Regions from separate parts of the Mus musculus genome. Here all the other regions are linked to region 5. Evidence: chromatin contacts called from public HiChIP or PLAC-seq and promoter capture Hi-C data. All regions are on one chromosome and are shown on one strand. The core of a region is the stretch at or near the end of the contact, and the rest is flanking DNA. Distances in the headings are between cores, read along the strand shown. Region 1 has its middle 36 kb from the start of Gm39040. Region 2 has its middle 9.8 kb from the start of Gm24224. Region 3 holds the start of Ntrk3 (neurotrophic tyrosine kinase, receptor, type 3). Region 4 overlaps Abhd2 (abhydrolase domain containing 2). Region 5 holds the start of Isg20 (interferon-stimulated protein).

Evidence for each region. Promoter capture Hi-C pulls out the DNA fragments that hold promoters and counts their contacts. HiChIP or PLAC-seq counts read pairs in DNA pulled down with a chosen protein or histone mark.
Region 1: a contact with region 5 is called in an H3K27ac HiChIP or PLAC-seq map of embryonic stem cells, with 2.7 times the contacts expected there. The contact joins the enhancer-like site here to the promoter of Isg20 in region 5. A contact is called at or near these places in 2 of 39 promoter capture datasets (cranial neural crest and embryonic stem cells), 1 of 484 Hi-C or Micro-C datasets (myocytes), 9 of 115 datasets of contacts at active chromatin or transcription factors (SST interneurons, acute myeloid leukemia, embryonic basal ganglia and 3 more) and 2 of 9 other capture datasets (embryonic stem cells and liver).
Region 2: an H3K27ac HiChIP or PLAC-seq map of oligodendrocyte precursor cells shows a contact between it and region 5, with 5 times the contacts expected there. The contact joins the enhancer-like site here to the promoter of Isg20 in region 5. A contact is called at or near these places in 14 of 39 promoter capture datasets (the 3T3-L1 cell line, the C10 cell line, the HPC-7 cell line and 5 more), 3 of 15 datasets of contacts at CTCF or cohesin (embryonic stem cells and large pre-B cells), 90 of 484 Hi-C or Micro-C datasets (the 63-12 cell line, the AML12 cell line, B cells and 46 more), 19 of 115 datasets of contacts at active chromatin or transcription factors (DN3 thymocytes, the HPC-7 cell line, the NIH/3T3 cell line and 12 more) and 2 of 9 other capture datasets (embryonic stem cells and liver).
Region 3: a contact with region 5 is called in a promoter capture Hi-C map of liver, with 2.5 times the contacts expected there. The contact joins the promoter of Ntrk3 here to the promoter of Isg20 in region 5. A contact is called at or near these places in 1 of 39 promoter capture datasets (liver) and 1 of 115 datasets of contacts at active chromatin or transcription factors (embryonic stem cells).
Region 4: an HNF4G HiChIP or PLAC-seq map of pancreatic cancer cells shows a contact between it and region 5. The contact joins the enhancer-like site here to the promoter of Isg20 in region 5. A contact is called at or near these places in 11 of 39 promoter capture datasets (the 3T3-L1 cell line, the C10 cell line, the HPC-7 cell line and 4 more), 6 of 115 datasets of contacts at active chromatin or transcription factors (acute myeloid leukemia, embryonic stem cells, extraembryonic endoderm stem cells and 3 more) and 1 of 9 other capture datasets (embryonic stem cells).

The regions. Positions count from the first base shown.
Region 1 is chr7:79,210,234-79,212,933 of GRCm38.p6, reverse strand. No RefSeq gene overlaps it. Among named protein-coding and RNA genes, the nearest start is that of Gm39040, 36 kb to the left of the region's middle. Within about 2 kb of position 1,318, at least 55 of the 459 cell types and tissues checked have an H3K27ac peak or open chromatin away from gene starts, as enhancers often do. A contact at or near this core is called in embryonic stem cells, extraembryonic endoderm stem cells and pancreatic cancer cells, where this site is marked.
Region 2 is chr7:79,362,334-79,365,033 of GRCm38.p6, reverse strand. No RefSeq gene overlaps it. Among named protein-coding and RNA genes, the nearest start is that of Gm24224, 9.8 kb to the right of the region's middle. Within about 2 kb of position 1,448, at least 137 of the 459 cell types and tissues checked have an H3K27ac peak or open chromatin away from gene starts, as enhancers often do. A contact at or near this core is called in the 63-12 cell line, B cells, the BV-2 cell line and 19 more, where this site is marked.
Region 3 is chr7:78,576,432-78,579,131 of GRCm38.p6, reverse strand. It overlaps Ntrk3 (neurotrophic tyrosine kinase, receptor, type 3), which reads left to right and starts at 1,294. Exons shown (of 17, transcript NM_008746.5): 1 at 1,294-1,596. The coding sequence starts at 1,349.
Region 4 is chr7:79,323,115-79,325,814 of GRCm38.p6, reverse strand. It overlaps Abhd2 (abhydrolase domain containing 2), which reads right to left. Exons shown (of 11, transcript NM_018811.6): 4 at 2,171-2,346; 5 at 214-381. Among named protein-coding and RNA genes, the nearest start is that of Gm39041, 26 kb to the right of the region's middle. Within about 2 kb of position 1,349, at least 31 of the 459 cell types and tissues checked have an H3K27ac peak or open chromatin away from gene starts, as enhancers often do. A contact at or near this core is called in forebrain and pancreatic cancer cells, where this site is marked.
Region 5 is chr7:78,912,491-78,915,190 of GRCm38.p6, reverse strand. Isg20 (interferon-stimulated protein) reads right to left here and starts at 1,426. Exons shown (of 4, transcript NM_020583.5): 1 at 1,149-1,426; 2 at 617-869. The coding sequence starts at 844.

The sequences.
Region 1 (2,700 bases), core at 69-2,568, 300 kb before region 5:
TGTTATCCCAGGCTGGTCTGGAACTTGATATGAGCTGAGGCTGACTTTGAACTGCTGATCTTCTTGCCTCTTGAATGCTGTGATTTTATTTACTTACTTGCCCTGCTCTTTGCATGGTATTGAGAAATGAATCTTTGGTCTTGTGCATAGTAGGCAGACACTCTGCCCTTTAAGGTTTATCCTTAGCTAAGAACTCTTTTAATCCTAAGAAAGACACCTACAGAGGTAGAGCTATTAGGAAAATGCTGGAGGGGGTAGGGTATCACCCAGGGGTAAAGGGAATCCTAAAGATGCAAAGAACATCTAATCCCCAGCTCCAAAGAAAATCAGGGAAGGTAAGGGCAAGAAGGGAGAGGCAGGAACAGGAAGGAAAGGAAAGTAGAAGAGGACACACCGAGGCACAGAAAGCACCAGCCACTTGTCTTGGATCTAACAACTAGAGAACTTCAAGGTCCGTGAGCCCAGCAACTCACCTGTGACTCCTAGCTCATGGCTGCTCCAATGACATCATGCGTGTCCTTGCTGGGTGTTGGCTAGAGTATTAGGGCTGCCTTTGCTCATTTGCTTCTCAGGTATCAGTTTCCTAAAGAGCATGAGCCACTTGTCCAGCATCCCTGTGCTCATGGCAATGTAATTGGCAGTCAATGTCCAGTTGACTCTCAAAATGCTCCTCTCCACATCCTTCTTTTGATTTTGTTTGTTCTAGATAGCTCTGGCTGGCCTGGAACTTCCTATGTAGACCCGGCTGGGCTTGAACTCGCAGAGGTCCACCTGCCTCTGCCTCTTGAATGCTGGTACTAACAGCACATCCCACCATGCCCAGTGACTCCTGTATTTTTAAATATTGATCTTTGTTGAGGCTGAAGTTTATTTTACTAAGCATTTTTATGTCCAACTTAGGAAACTACCTTAAAACCGAAACCCAAACAGAAACGATGCCCATCTCTTGTGTTGTCCCAGCTTTTCAGGTTACCAGAGAGATGTGTGTGGGAAAGGGAAGAACGAGGAAGTTCAGGCGTGGGTCAGCAGAATCTCCCAGATGTTTTCAAGCATACAATGTATTAGTCTTCTCTGGAGCATTTTTGTGAGAGGGGACATCTGACTGGCTTTTTCAGGAACACAGATCCTGCTCTCAGAGAGGACATTCACTGCTTTGTGTACTATCAGACATTGCTGTCTTCATTGTGATTCATGTCCTGGGGGGTGGGGTGGGGTGTGGCAAGACTTCTGGAGAGTTTGGAAAGTGGGGTAGGGTCTGAGGCAAAGAATGTGCTGATGTGGACGTGCCTACACAGCCCCAGGCACGGTGCAGACAGGCACCCGACAAAGCCCTCTGAGCTCCCTGGGGAGATGCAGACTTCTGATAGGGCAAAAGGCACCGGGTGTGTAAAGCATAGGCAGATGAGGAGCATGCCAAGTCAGGCTGCGACTTGAAATTCCCCAGGCTTAAGCAACTGTCCCTCCTAATTTGTCACATACCTCTCCTTTTACCAAGCACCCCCCCAGCCCCCAACATTTGTGTTGGAACCTTGGACTTACCCACACCCACCACTCCACAATGCTGTTTACATAATGTGACAAGGTCACACAAACGGGTCACAGAACTAGGGCTTAGTGCCAACACCTTGAAGATAGGGGAGAGGGGCGGCGGGGGGGGGACGGGACGGACGACGACACTCTACTGTTTTGAGATGAAGTCTCATTTTGTAGTCCAAACCAGTCTTGCATTTTCAGTCCTCCTGCCTCAGCCTCTTAAGGTGGGATTATGTGATGGTAAATTAATCCCCTCCAGTGAGAATTTACTCCAATTACACAGGGAATAATAAGGAAAAAAAAAAAACCCTCTTTAATAGCAGTGCAAGTCTGGCTCTGGCTAATACCCAAAGAGAAACTGGACCCTGAACCTGGATCCCTTATGGCTTATACAAATGAGTTGCCTTTGGGCTCACAGCCTCATACTTTGGGCAATTAAACACTTTTACAGTTTGGGCAATTAAACACATTTTACAGAGTCAGGAAATTGCAAGTTTGGACACTTTAGACATATGGGAGATTTAAGTAAGGCATTGTCAAAGTTATCTGAAACAAGCTGAGTTTTTTTTAGGGGCAGCCATGAACCAATGTCATTCTGCCTGCCTGGCAGAATTACACTCTTCTGAATAAAAGGCACAGGATTTAAAGGACCAATAGAAGCCAACACCATCTATGAAACTTTCCTGTGGAGGCAAAAATCCTTTGGCTAAGTTTTACTTACATGTAACTTAATATAAGCAAGTTTATTGGTAAACCCTTCATACATCAGTCTGACTTCCACTTCCTTGTTCAACCACAAGTCTGTGCCACCACACTCCATAAATCTTTACTTTGGAGGGAGAGAGTCTGGACTTGAAAATGTAGGGGTGTCTGAGTCATGTGATTACATTGCATGTTGGGCAGAGGGAAAACCAGTAGAGAGGTGAAGACAGCCAGGTTTGAGATGGTCCCTGGATTGCAGCCTTCTTCAAGATCTGGGTTAAGAAACGGTGGGCAGCACTCCGGAACCTGAGGCAATGGATAGACATCCCACCCTCATTCCTGGCTCCCCCCATCCCAAGATGGCTGGGGCTCAGGGTCTGATCCCACCAGGGCCAGGCGCGTCCCTAGTCTGAGCTTCTGCCATCTCTGGGGCAAGTGCCTCCTGACTGAGTCAGACATCCCTTC
Region 2 (2,700 bases), core at 199-2,698, 450 kb before region 5:
AAGGAGGGAGGTGAGCTGGCCCCTCCCCCACCCCAGCCCTGGTCAATAAGGCAGCGGCAGTGGGGGAAAAGTTGCAAACTCAGGTATAGTGAAGGTCTGCCTGAGGCTGCGGGAGAGAGCCAGGTCACCTGGAATGGGTGTGGAGAGGTAACAGGGCACTACATGGATTTGTGCTTTAGGAAAACTAAAGAGGCCAGAATGAAGACCAAAGCGAGCCCAGCTCCTATCACCAGGAACCAGGTTCCCTCAGGAGAGCAGCCTGGGAGAGTGGCGGTTGGCCCTGGGGACCGAGGAGGTCAGCAATGATTTCAGGTGATGTTGACTGCTCTGTGTCTGTGGTCTGGGGGGCAGAATGCCCACCGAGACTAAGGGTGATCCTATAGGCGCTAGAAATGGACTGTCCCCAATTTATGGCAACAGAAGATTACTTGGCTAATGGGGACCAGTTATAGATTTCCTAATTGACAGGAGTCTAGTAAAAAGTTGTGAATTTTCTGAACCTCGCCATGTCAGTCTTAATCTACCAATTAGAAATTGATTTCAGCTTCTTTATTAGGCATTGGTGAAAGCTCTACCTATGTATACGCTAGGAAAAAAACAGCTGGAAAACATGGCAGACAGACTCTTCCAAAGGAGACAGCTGTCTGTGTTCTGGGTGTCTGGGGATAGTTGGCAAGCTGTACTCTGTAGCCTGTTGCTAAGGACCACTTCAGGAGGATGCTGGGCTGTAGCACCTGGAGGCAGCAAGGCCAGCAGAGCAGCCTTTGCTCTGGATGCTGTTGGGGTTCCTTAGCCAGCAGGGGCCTGCTCCTGTGTCCTTAGCTATAAACATAGTTTGGGAAAATTGACCCCAGGCAGAGGGGACAACTGTCCTTTGCTTAGCTAACAGGTGGAAGAAACTTGGCCCTCAATGGCTTGGTCTCTAAATGCCAAGCAGGCCCCTTTTGGAAGCATTTGAGTGATCTAATGTGGCTTTGAAAGAGAGTAAGGCCAAGACGACGGGTGGGTGGAGGGGCTTAGATCCAGATCACTCATGTTGTTGGGGTGAGAGGTGGGGGTGATGTCATAGGAGCCTCCAGGCCACCTGAGGAAATTCTCTGGTTTGGCTGTGGCTTTGCTTCAGACTTTCATAGGAGAAGAGTTTGAATTCTTAGGCCACAATGTTGTCATACCAGGGGATTTTCTAGAGGCAAGTTAAGGCTTTGTGGGTAAAGAAAACAATTCCAGATGATACTGTGACAGGATGCTGAGGTGACATGCTTCCTAAGAACTCTCTCATGTGCCTAAAGGAAGAAAACCCAGGGGTTCCTTCAACTCCACAAGTCCTGTCTCCACACCCCCACACCCACTTCCTCCTTCTTTTAAAACTGTCACTCAAGTCAGGATCAAGGCCACAGGAAAAGAAAAGCCTCTCACATCTCTAACACCTGCTTCCGGGGCAAACATAAACACGTGCTCTGTATCTCCGGACCTGGCAAACTCTATCTCAAGTCAGCCACTTACAAAGAGGGCTCTCATCCGGATGCCAGCCAGATAAGCTCAGCCACCCAGAAGGTTCAGCTGAGCCAGAGCGAGCCTGCCCAGGAAGGACCTCTGGCTTGGCAACCATCCACCCTTAGCCTGGTCACACTGAAGACCGAGGCACTCTCCTCATTACTGTGGCTCTCACCCGCTACAGTCACAAGACTACCCTCAGAATAGCAAGGAAACGGTCATGACGGTCAAGACTAGGAAGAGAGGCCAGAGACGGGGTTTTGGATGTTGCCTCGTGTCCTAACTAGGAAAAGTTGAATGCACACGCGCCTTCTCTCTCTTAAGATGAAGATGAGCTTAGGGGTCAGGGTTCACTCCCTTCTACGTGCAACTTCAGACACACTTAACAATGATGGAGAGAATGATTCACAAGTGAGTGAAGCAGCCTCAGAGATGCTATAGAACAAGGTAACAGGTTCAAGAGAGGTGAAGTGACTTGCCCGTGTGTCCGGCATGAGTCAGAGCCAGTGGGGGTGAGCAACCAGGTCTCCTGACGCTGGTTCTGTAACACCATGTGAATAAAGGAAGACACCCTTAGAGGAATGTTTCAGTAGATCCCAAGGTTCCCTGTGAGTGTAGGATACCACAGGCGTGAGAGGGATACACTGACACGTTTTCCACCTTCACTCTGCTCTGGCATGGAAGACACAAAGTTGGTGCAGGAAAGAACGGGCGTTCAAGTCTGCAAGCTTCCCTGCTAACTAGGCAGTCTTGATCATCATTTTGATGCTAGGTAATCCTAATTTGACTGAAGTCCATGGTTTCCAATTATTTGGGAAGCAGGGAGTACAACTGGAATAATATAGGTGCACTCCGCACTTGGGTCTTAATGTTATTCCAGCCACAGAATTGTCTACATCTATGTAATTTATATCCTTGATTTAAAAACAGAATACTCTCTAAACGCTAGAGCGAGGCAGCCCAGAGGAAGGAAAGCAGCCGACCTACATAGAGGGCTGTCCTCCCATTCATTAGGCAAAGCTGGCACCTCCACAGTCATGCCTCTGTACTCTCATTCAGGGCCAAACAAGAATTTTCCTGTCCGACTGCCACGGTCACGGTCTCATTTCCATGTCTGAGAGCCCAAAACTTAAATAAAGAGCCTCAGTTGATTTCATGTGAAGCAAAATGGAATGCCAGTGCCATTCAGAGTGACACACTAAGGAG
Region 3 (2,700 bases), core at 45-2,544, 340 kb after region 5:
CTTTCTCTCCTTCTCTGGTCCCTGTTTGTCCAAGGCGGAACCCATAACGCACCGCCAAGAAGGAGCAATAGGCTCAGGGGCACTCAGTGTGCCATGCCACGCAGTCCCCTCCCAAGCTGAGCCCAGCTCCCGGGACTCTTGATTACCCAAATGAGTGTCATTCAGATCTAGGTCTGCACGTCTGCGGCCGGCGTCCCTGGCTGCCTCGCTCGGGTTCCTGTGCGCTCCTGATTCCCGTCACTGTCCGTGAGCCCGAGACCCTCACTCAGGCTGGGGAGCATCCCGGGTCACCTGGGCCACGCTCATTTCGCTTCCTCCTGCGGAGGAGATTGCAGCAAAACCGGGCAGCACGAGGGCCAAAAAGTGGAAGGGAGAACGCCTTTCGTGTTGCTCAGTCAGCTTGCCAACTCTCCCTCCCCAACGCCGACCCTCGGAATCCCAACTGCAACTTTTCCTTTCCGTCTCGTTTTCCCCTCGGCTGCAGCGAGCGGGCGCGGGCGTGGAGCGGGCGGGCAGCGGCGCGGCTGCGGGTGGCGGTACCGGCGAGAGCCGAGAGCCGGCGAGTGGGTGGGTGGGTGGGGAAGCAGGAGGGAGAGGACGGGCGGGGAGAGAGAGGGGTGTGGGGAGGGGAGGGAGGGGGAGATTCCGCTCTCCTGCCTCTCCCAGCCCGGGCGGGGGGCGGGGGGGGGGGAGGAGGCCGCGAGGAGGGAGGGGAGGAGGGAGGGAGGGAACCGAGGAAGACGCTCCGATAACCCGTGCGTTTCGTAAGGCTCGGAGCACTTGTACATTTCTGCAGGCGCGTAGCGAGCCATTCGCCGCGACTGCTGCAGCTCTGACTGCATCTTCCTTCTCCTCCTTCCTCCAGCTCCGCGCGTGTGTATGTGAGTGTGTGCGAGTGTGTTTTGCAGGTGTGTCCGTTTTAATTCTGCCTAGGAGGTGGGACTTGGTGACTTTAGCACCATCTTTTTTTCTTTTTTTATTATTATTTTTGCCTTCCCACCGTCTGTTGTTACAACCCTGCAAAGTCTCGGAGTCGGAGAGCGCGCCTCGTTTCCAGAGCTTCTGGACCCCGCAAGCCGGCGAGCGCCGAGCCGGCCACCATGCCCGGCAGACCGCGCCACTAGGCGCTCCCCGCGGCTCCCACCCGGTGGCGGCGGCGGCCGCGATGGTTTCCGACGCTGAAGGATTTTGCATCTGATCGTTCGGCGTTTCAAAGGCAGAGGCCCCCCTCCCCCTTCCCCCCTCCCTCGCTGTCTTTGTTTCCTTCCCCCCCTGCTCTCCCCACTCCCCCCACCCCACCCCCCTCTCCTCTCCTCCTCCTCCTCTTTTTTAGAAGCAGCGATCGGAGATGGATGTCTCTCTTTGCCCAGCCAAGTGTAGTTTCTGGCGGATTTTCTTGCTGGGAAGCGTCTGGCTGGACTATGTGGGCTCCGTGCTGGCTTGCCCTGCAAATTGTGTCTGCAGCAAGACTGAGATCAATTGCCGGCGGCCGGACGATGGGAACCTCTTCCCTCTCCTGGAAGGGCAGGATTCAGGGAACAGCAATGGGAACGCCAGCATCAACATTACGGACATCTCAAGGAATATCACTTCCATGTAAGTCAGGCGGCCGCTACCCAGCCCGCCCCCCACCCCCGCCCCAGCTTCGCGTCTCCGTCTTGCCCGCCCGCGGCCCGGGAACTGGCCCTGCGCTCCCCAGCTCGCCTCTGTTCGCAGCCCGCCGGGTGCGCATCAGGCTCGCCCTGGCTCGGGAGATGCTGTAGGGCTGCGTGTTTCAGGTGACTCCAGCCCTAGCCAGGCGTGATTTGATGATGCTGGTGGGTACCTCTCCCTGGAGAGGACCCTTCCGGGCGGAGTGCACCCGGGCCCAGCTCCTGTCCCCGCCCCCACCCTCTGCCTGCTCGTTTCGAGGGTGCGAATTGGGTTCTATGCCCCCCACTAAATAGCAACAGTTTGGCCACGCTCAAGTGGAATAAAGTAGAGGCGTCTCGTTTCCCTGACAGGCGGTGGCAGATAGCGGCGGCAGAGGCAAAGCTTAGCCTAGCCTTGGAGGGAAGGTGACAGATAGGGACTGCTTGAGAACCAATCGGGATTTTTTAAAAAAAAAACTGTTTCCCTTTGGAGAGAGCAAAACATGCCAATAAGTAAACAAGTTGGAAGCTGGCTTCTCCCGAGGAGACTTCGGACGTGTTCTGGCCGTCATGGACGCCTACCTCTTTGCTTTTCCTCCCCCCCACCTCCCGCCGCCTTCTCCAACCCCATTTTGGGCATTTCCGAGACATCCCCCCCTTTCCCACCCTCATCTGCATCTGGGCGCCTACAGACCCTTTCCTGGCTTGGGCTTCCATAACTGCCCAGGGTAATTCTGAGTCAGGTTGCTGGAGGCAGGAGAGAGAGGACGACCTGGGTTTTGGGAAGGAAATTTCTTTCACAATTCTGCGGTTCCTTCCCCCCACCCCCTTTCTCTCAAAAATTGAACTCTGCGTGGCGTTTGGCTGGTTTGCCCCGGCTGAGTGGGACCCTGTGTAGTGGCCTGCTCTTTTCTTGTTGTGTTTCTTTGGTAGGGATGGGGCCAGAGGCCTGTGAAGGAGTGAAAGGAAGAGTCAGGGCCAGGAGCCTGCATAGCCTTTCTTTCATTCTTCATTCTTCAGCCAGGTGACCACCACCCCTCTGACCTCTCTGCCCCAGGAAGGAGAAGGG
Region 4 (2,700 bases), core at 100-2,599, 410 kb before region 5:
CGAGGAACTGAGATGGATGCCCACCTCCAAAGCTGCTCAGGCACTGCATCATGGATGGCAGTGTAAGCTACTGTAACAAGTGTGTCACCCCATCGTCTCTTGTGGATGTTCAGAAATTCTACACTTATAGTCTCAAGGCAACAGGCTGGAGGGGCTGCACACTCTCTGTGAGGGGCGAGAGGGAGGCTCCATTTGGCCATACCCCATGCTTACCATAGGTGAACATTCGTGGGGAGGTCAGCTCAATGTTGGGGAGGGCTCCCAGGTGGTTTAGCACTGCGCACCGGTAGCCATTTTTCTGGGCATAGTCAACGAAGGTTCGGATATACTGCTTCTCGCTGTGGTTGGCAATTCCAGGACAGATGACCATGGTGATGTCATCTACAGGGTAGAGAAGGAGATCTTTATGCATCCATTTAATATATAAACACTGACATTAACAGGTGTTGAGACAGTGAGATTCTGGACAAGTCTCTCTCCCTCCTTCCTTCCCTTCTTTCTTCCTCTCTCTCTCTCTTGAGAGCCTCCCTTTGCAAGCCCTGGCTGGATTCCACATAGATCTACCTGCCACTGCCTCCCTAGTGCTGGAATGAAAGGTGTGCGCCGCCATGACTGGTCTGTTCTTTTTCATTTTCAGTCTGGTCTATTTTTCATTTTGAAATGCTTCTGTTTATGTTTGCTAAAAGGAAGATGTACCCCTCCCCCGGGCAGGGAAGTAAAGCATAAGCGAAATAAAGCAGCTCTCTTAAGAGTATTCCTTGGGTGCAGACACAAGCACTGATCGCTGCAGGGAGCCGGGCTGACGGGAAGTCATGGATAAGAGACTTAGAGCTGGTTGTGTCCTTTTGGTACCATACTGAGTACCAGCAAGAACGACTGACTGCTCAACCTAAACTTTACGCTACTTGGTTGCCGTTGTTATCACTCTTGTTTTCAGACTGGGTCTCATGTAGCCCACGCTGGCCTTGAATTGCTGATCCTCAAGTGTCCATCTCTTGAATGTTTGGATTTCAGGTGTGAGCCATCACACCAAGTTTAAATTGGATGCTTAAATGCTACAAGTCAAATTATTAGAAATAAGAGAAAGAAAGCATTTAACTAACTATGGTGGGGGCACAGATGTATGAAGGACCCACGACAGTACTTGCAAACGTAGCAGGAACTCCATCCCTAGTCATGTACTCATTCCTTTGGTGACTGTTTGTGTGGAGCACAGACTCCTGGGCCCCGGGACTCCTGCACTACAGCAGCAGGGCCCTAAACAGCCCCAGAAGTAGCTAGATTGGCAGGTGCCATGAGGGACTAAGGCAGGGAGGCACCTCGGGTCTAGAGAAAGGAACCATAGTCTCAGAGGAGGTGACATCTGAGACCTGAATGACAGGGAGGTGGCCACGTGAGGGCATGGGGAGGAAAACTACTCAGCAATTCCAGTTACTTGAAATAAATGAGCTGGCGCACGTTTGCTGCTGCAATTTACCCATAAATAATGACTACACGTCTATAATAAACTAGGTATCTTTGAATAAAAAAAAAAACCATGTTCTCTCCTGGTAGGGACTGCATTCAAAAAGATGCTGGCATCCAACTGCACTTCCTCTGAAGGCTTCATTATGAGGCCTTTGCCATCGCCGTTTACTGTATAGCTGGCAAACGCTCACAGCAGCGGAAACTGGAGTCATTTCTTGGATGAGGTGTCACTGACTCATGAAAAGCAAGTATGGCTTTAATGTGTCCTTTTGTCCCAGGAGATTTACACACCAGGCACCCGAGAGCCTTTATGCCCTGCTGCCCAGCAAATAAACCCACCCTAGATTGCTTTTCCAAGTCCCAGCTTCCCACGGTTCAAGGGAGATAGCATCGCCCACCTCACAGGGCGAGGGGAGGATTGGAGAGATAACAGTAGGAAATGTTACTGAGTCCTGGGGGGCTCTGGGCTCCAAGCTCTTCCTGCCATCCTTTAAGACAGGCTTCCGTACTTTAAGAGGGATCATAATTCTCTACTGACTGTGGCTAATGTGAACTAACACGCACAGGCTGGAGTTAAACCTGATGGCCTGGCCTCTGAACACAATGGGACAGTGGGTGACACAGGCATTTCACACACTGCTCCCCACTGATGGCTGCTCCTCTCTCTAAGGGTGGCTCAACACCAGGACCTAAAGTGGCTCACCTCCAACACAGTGCTCAGCCAGGGGCTCGAAGAGGTCGAAGGTAGAAGTGGCACCATCCGACATGGTGATGAACTTGCGGTGCCCGTAAGGGTGTGGTGACCTCACCCTCCCCATCTTCCCATACAAGGCTGTCTGGATATGTCCGCTTTTCCCCCAGATCAGTGGTGGAATGTATCTGAGAAAGGAGAGGAAGAAAAATAGGAGTGGTTAGTTTCCTCCACATTTATTGAACAAAGGTACCCTAGTTTTTAAGGCCTTTCTCCACACATTATTCTGCACACTAACCATAAACACAATGGGTTCCTTTTGTGATGTAGGGTCTCGTGCATACTGAGTGAGCACTTCGCCACTGAGCTGAACATTTTTAACCACCTTATTATATCCATGCTCTGTTCGTTAATGCCTCCCACGCCAAGTTAGCTTTAGGAACCAACCGTGGTTTCAAATTTAGAGCATCAAGCAATTCAACATGGGCTATTTCTATAATCAAGGGGAAAAGAAAGCAAATAATACCCTTTGAATACATCCC
Region 5 (2,700 bases), core at 177-2,676:
GGGTGGGGGGCGGTTTGCTAAGCACCATCAGGGTACTGGGATTTCCACCCAGTGGGCAGTAGCAGAGCCTGGCTGCTTGCCACACAGCGGATGAGCAAGCCTGATCTATCTGGCGGCCCAGTGGGAGGATGGGCAGCCCTTAGAGTGCTCAGCTCCGTGTCCTACATGTCTGGAAGACATGGACACAAGGTTAAAGGGTAAGAACCTCGGGCCTCAGTGGCCCAGAGCACGCAGTCTGGGAACACAGTCTCCTTCAGCCCAGGAGCCTCTGGCCTCTGAGTCAGAGCCAGCTCAGCCTCAGAACCTCATTTCACAGGCTCACCAGAGCAGTGCGATGTAGAAGAGAAGGAACATCAGGTGGGACTCAATGTCCCCATCATAAGACCGGAAAGTTGGACCAGAAAGATGCCCTGAAAACAGCTGCAGATGGGAGCCTAAGATTCTCTGGTGGTGGGGAGACTAACTTAGTTGAGGGCTGTGATAGGGAGACCCAGAGTCCTTCCCTCCCTCAAATATGTGAGAAATTCCTCATGGGAGAGTCACAGACCACAGACCCTAGGAAGGAGCTGAGGTGGAAGGACAAATGTGCCTCGACTCCTGCTCCTTCTTCACTTACCTCTAGCCTGGCTTCACCAAATGGCGTGGCCCTCACCATGTGCTGAGGCGTGACCCCGCTGACTTGGGTTCTGTAGTCCGTGATCTCTCCCTCGGGTCGGATGTACTTGTCATACAGGACTGCGCCATGGATGTTCACAATGCTGCAGCGGGCGAGGCCACTCACCCTTTGAGGCCCAAGCCCCACCATCTCACAGTCCATGGCCACCACCTCTGGGATGCCTGCCATGCTCCTTGGCGACCCTCAGAAAGCCCTGGAGGATGGGGAGGTGGGGGGTGGGGGAGAGCCAGGCTGTCAGTCAAGAACCAACAGCCCTCCAGGCATCCTGGGCCACCACCCTGCCAAACTACACCCTGAGCCCTGCCCATTATCTCCAGTGCCACCTGGCAACAGAAGCTGGCCTCTTGCCAGCCTTCAGCTTCTGTGTGCTATAGGTCCCAGAGCTTGCTGGTCCTGTCTGGCTGTCCCACCTCGAAGCCCCCTCCCATTGCCTCCCAGTTTGGGCAGCTATGTGGTTGGTACCTGCTCTCACCTGTCTCAGTGCCCTGGGTTCTCTTCTGCCCCTCTGTTTCCACTTCTCGGCTACTTCAGTCACTTTGGGAAGTGACTCATCTCTAACGGGGAGCCTGCCTGTTTTAGTTTCAGTTTCTGGTTCATTATCAAGGGAAGTTGAGGAGTGGGGGCAGGCCTTGTAGCCTGGGCTGTTCCATCTCCTCAAGGCTGGCCAGGTAAGGGGGCTGGCAGGTTGAGTCAGGGCTGGTGGCCGCGTCAGGCTGTCCCTCCTCTGGCCCTGCCCTACTCCTCCCTTTCGGATGACGTGTCTGACGTGGACGGAGTGGATTGCAACATCTTTCTTTGCTTTTCTCACCCTCCACCCAGAGAATAAACATCTCCGGGATTGGAGCCTGGGGAAGGTCCCACAACTTCTGGGACCTGCTGTCAGTGTGCTACCCTGGGAGGTTTTCTGAGGACAGAGCAAGCAGTTCTTGAGATGCTGGTACCATTAACTGGGAAGGGCAGCAAGGGGTTGGGGGAGGAGGAGGGTCTAGTCCTTGGTGCCTCATTGGGCAGAGACTCTACCTGGGAGAGTTGACAAACAGCAGCAGACCTTTAGAGGGCCTCAAGCCAGGCTGTTCTTCCTCCTGGGTTCTAGTCTCCTGGGCTGGGACTTAGAATCCTTAGAGTGATACCTATTATTAGGTCCAAAAGGAAAAATTCCAAGAACCCTCCCCAGCCCCCTGAAATAAAGGGCAGGCCCACTGTCTTTGTCCAAAATGACAGTCTGGCCCGCAGCTCAAGCTGGACTATAGGGTTTCTTGTGTATAGCTCAAAGTTCTCACAAAGAGTTCCTCAGAAACCTGTCAGAACAGTTCTGTGGGTCCACATGACAGCCCATGCTAGCCTGCAGACTCCTTCACATGACACATGTTCACATGTACCTGTTCTGCACTGGCCTTCTGACCCCTCTCACCTCCCTGACTCCTCCGCTCTGCTAGCTCCCAGGCCCTTCCACCTCAGCCCCGTCCGTTTTCCTTAAAACCAGCAATATCCCCACTCTACCCCCTGCCGCTCTTACTATTCTCTTCTCTAGCTCCCCACTCCTATTTTCTCTGCTCCTGAGAGATGGTCCTGTCCATGGGCAGGCAGTCTGCTGCTTTTCCTCTCTGCTCTGGACTCTTCTGGATGCCCCTGGCTGGTCTCTCATAGCGACAAGAAAACTCCTCCCCTGAATCATGGAGCCCCTGTTGCTTATTCCTAACACGCAGGGAACGTTCAGTATTCTAATAAACAAACTGAGGTATGCGCGGATCAGAAACAGACTCAGCTTTCTAAGAGGGGAGCGCTTGCAGAACACACCAGAGAGAGAGAGGCCAAAGGAAGAATATATATGGATCTGCATTCGCTTTGCCACTCGGGGAGATAAAACACAGAGGCGCTAGGCTATGTTCCTTTCTCTCCGCTGGGGTGCGGGGCTTGTGGGTCATACCGCTCAGGGGAGAGGAAATGAAACCTAAGATAGGGGCCCCAGTTCATTGTCACTGGGTCGGAAACTGTGGTTCTCAAACTCCTGGGCATGGAAACCC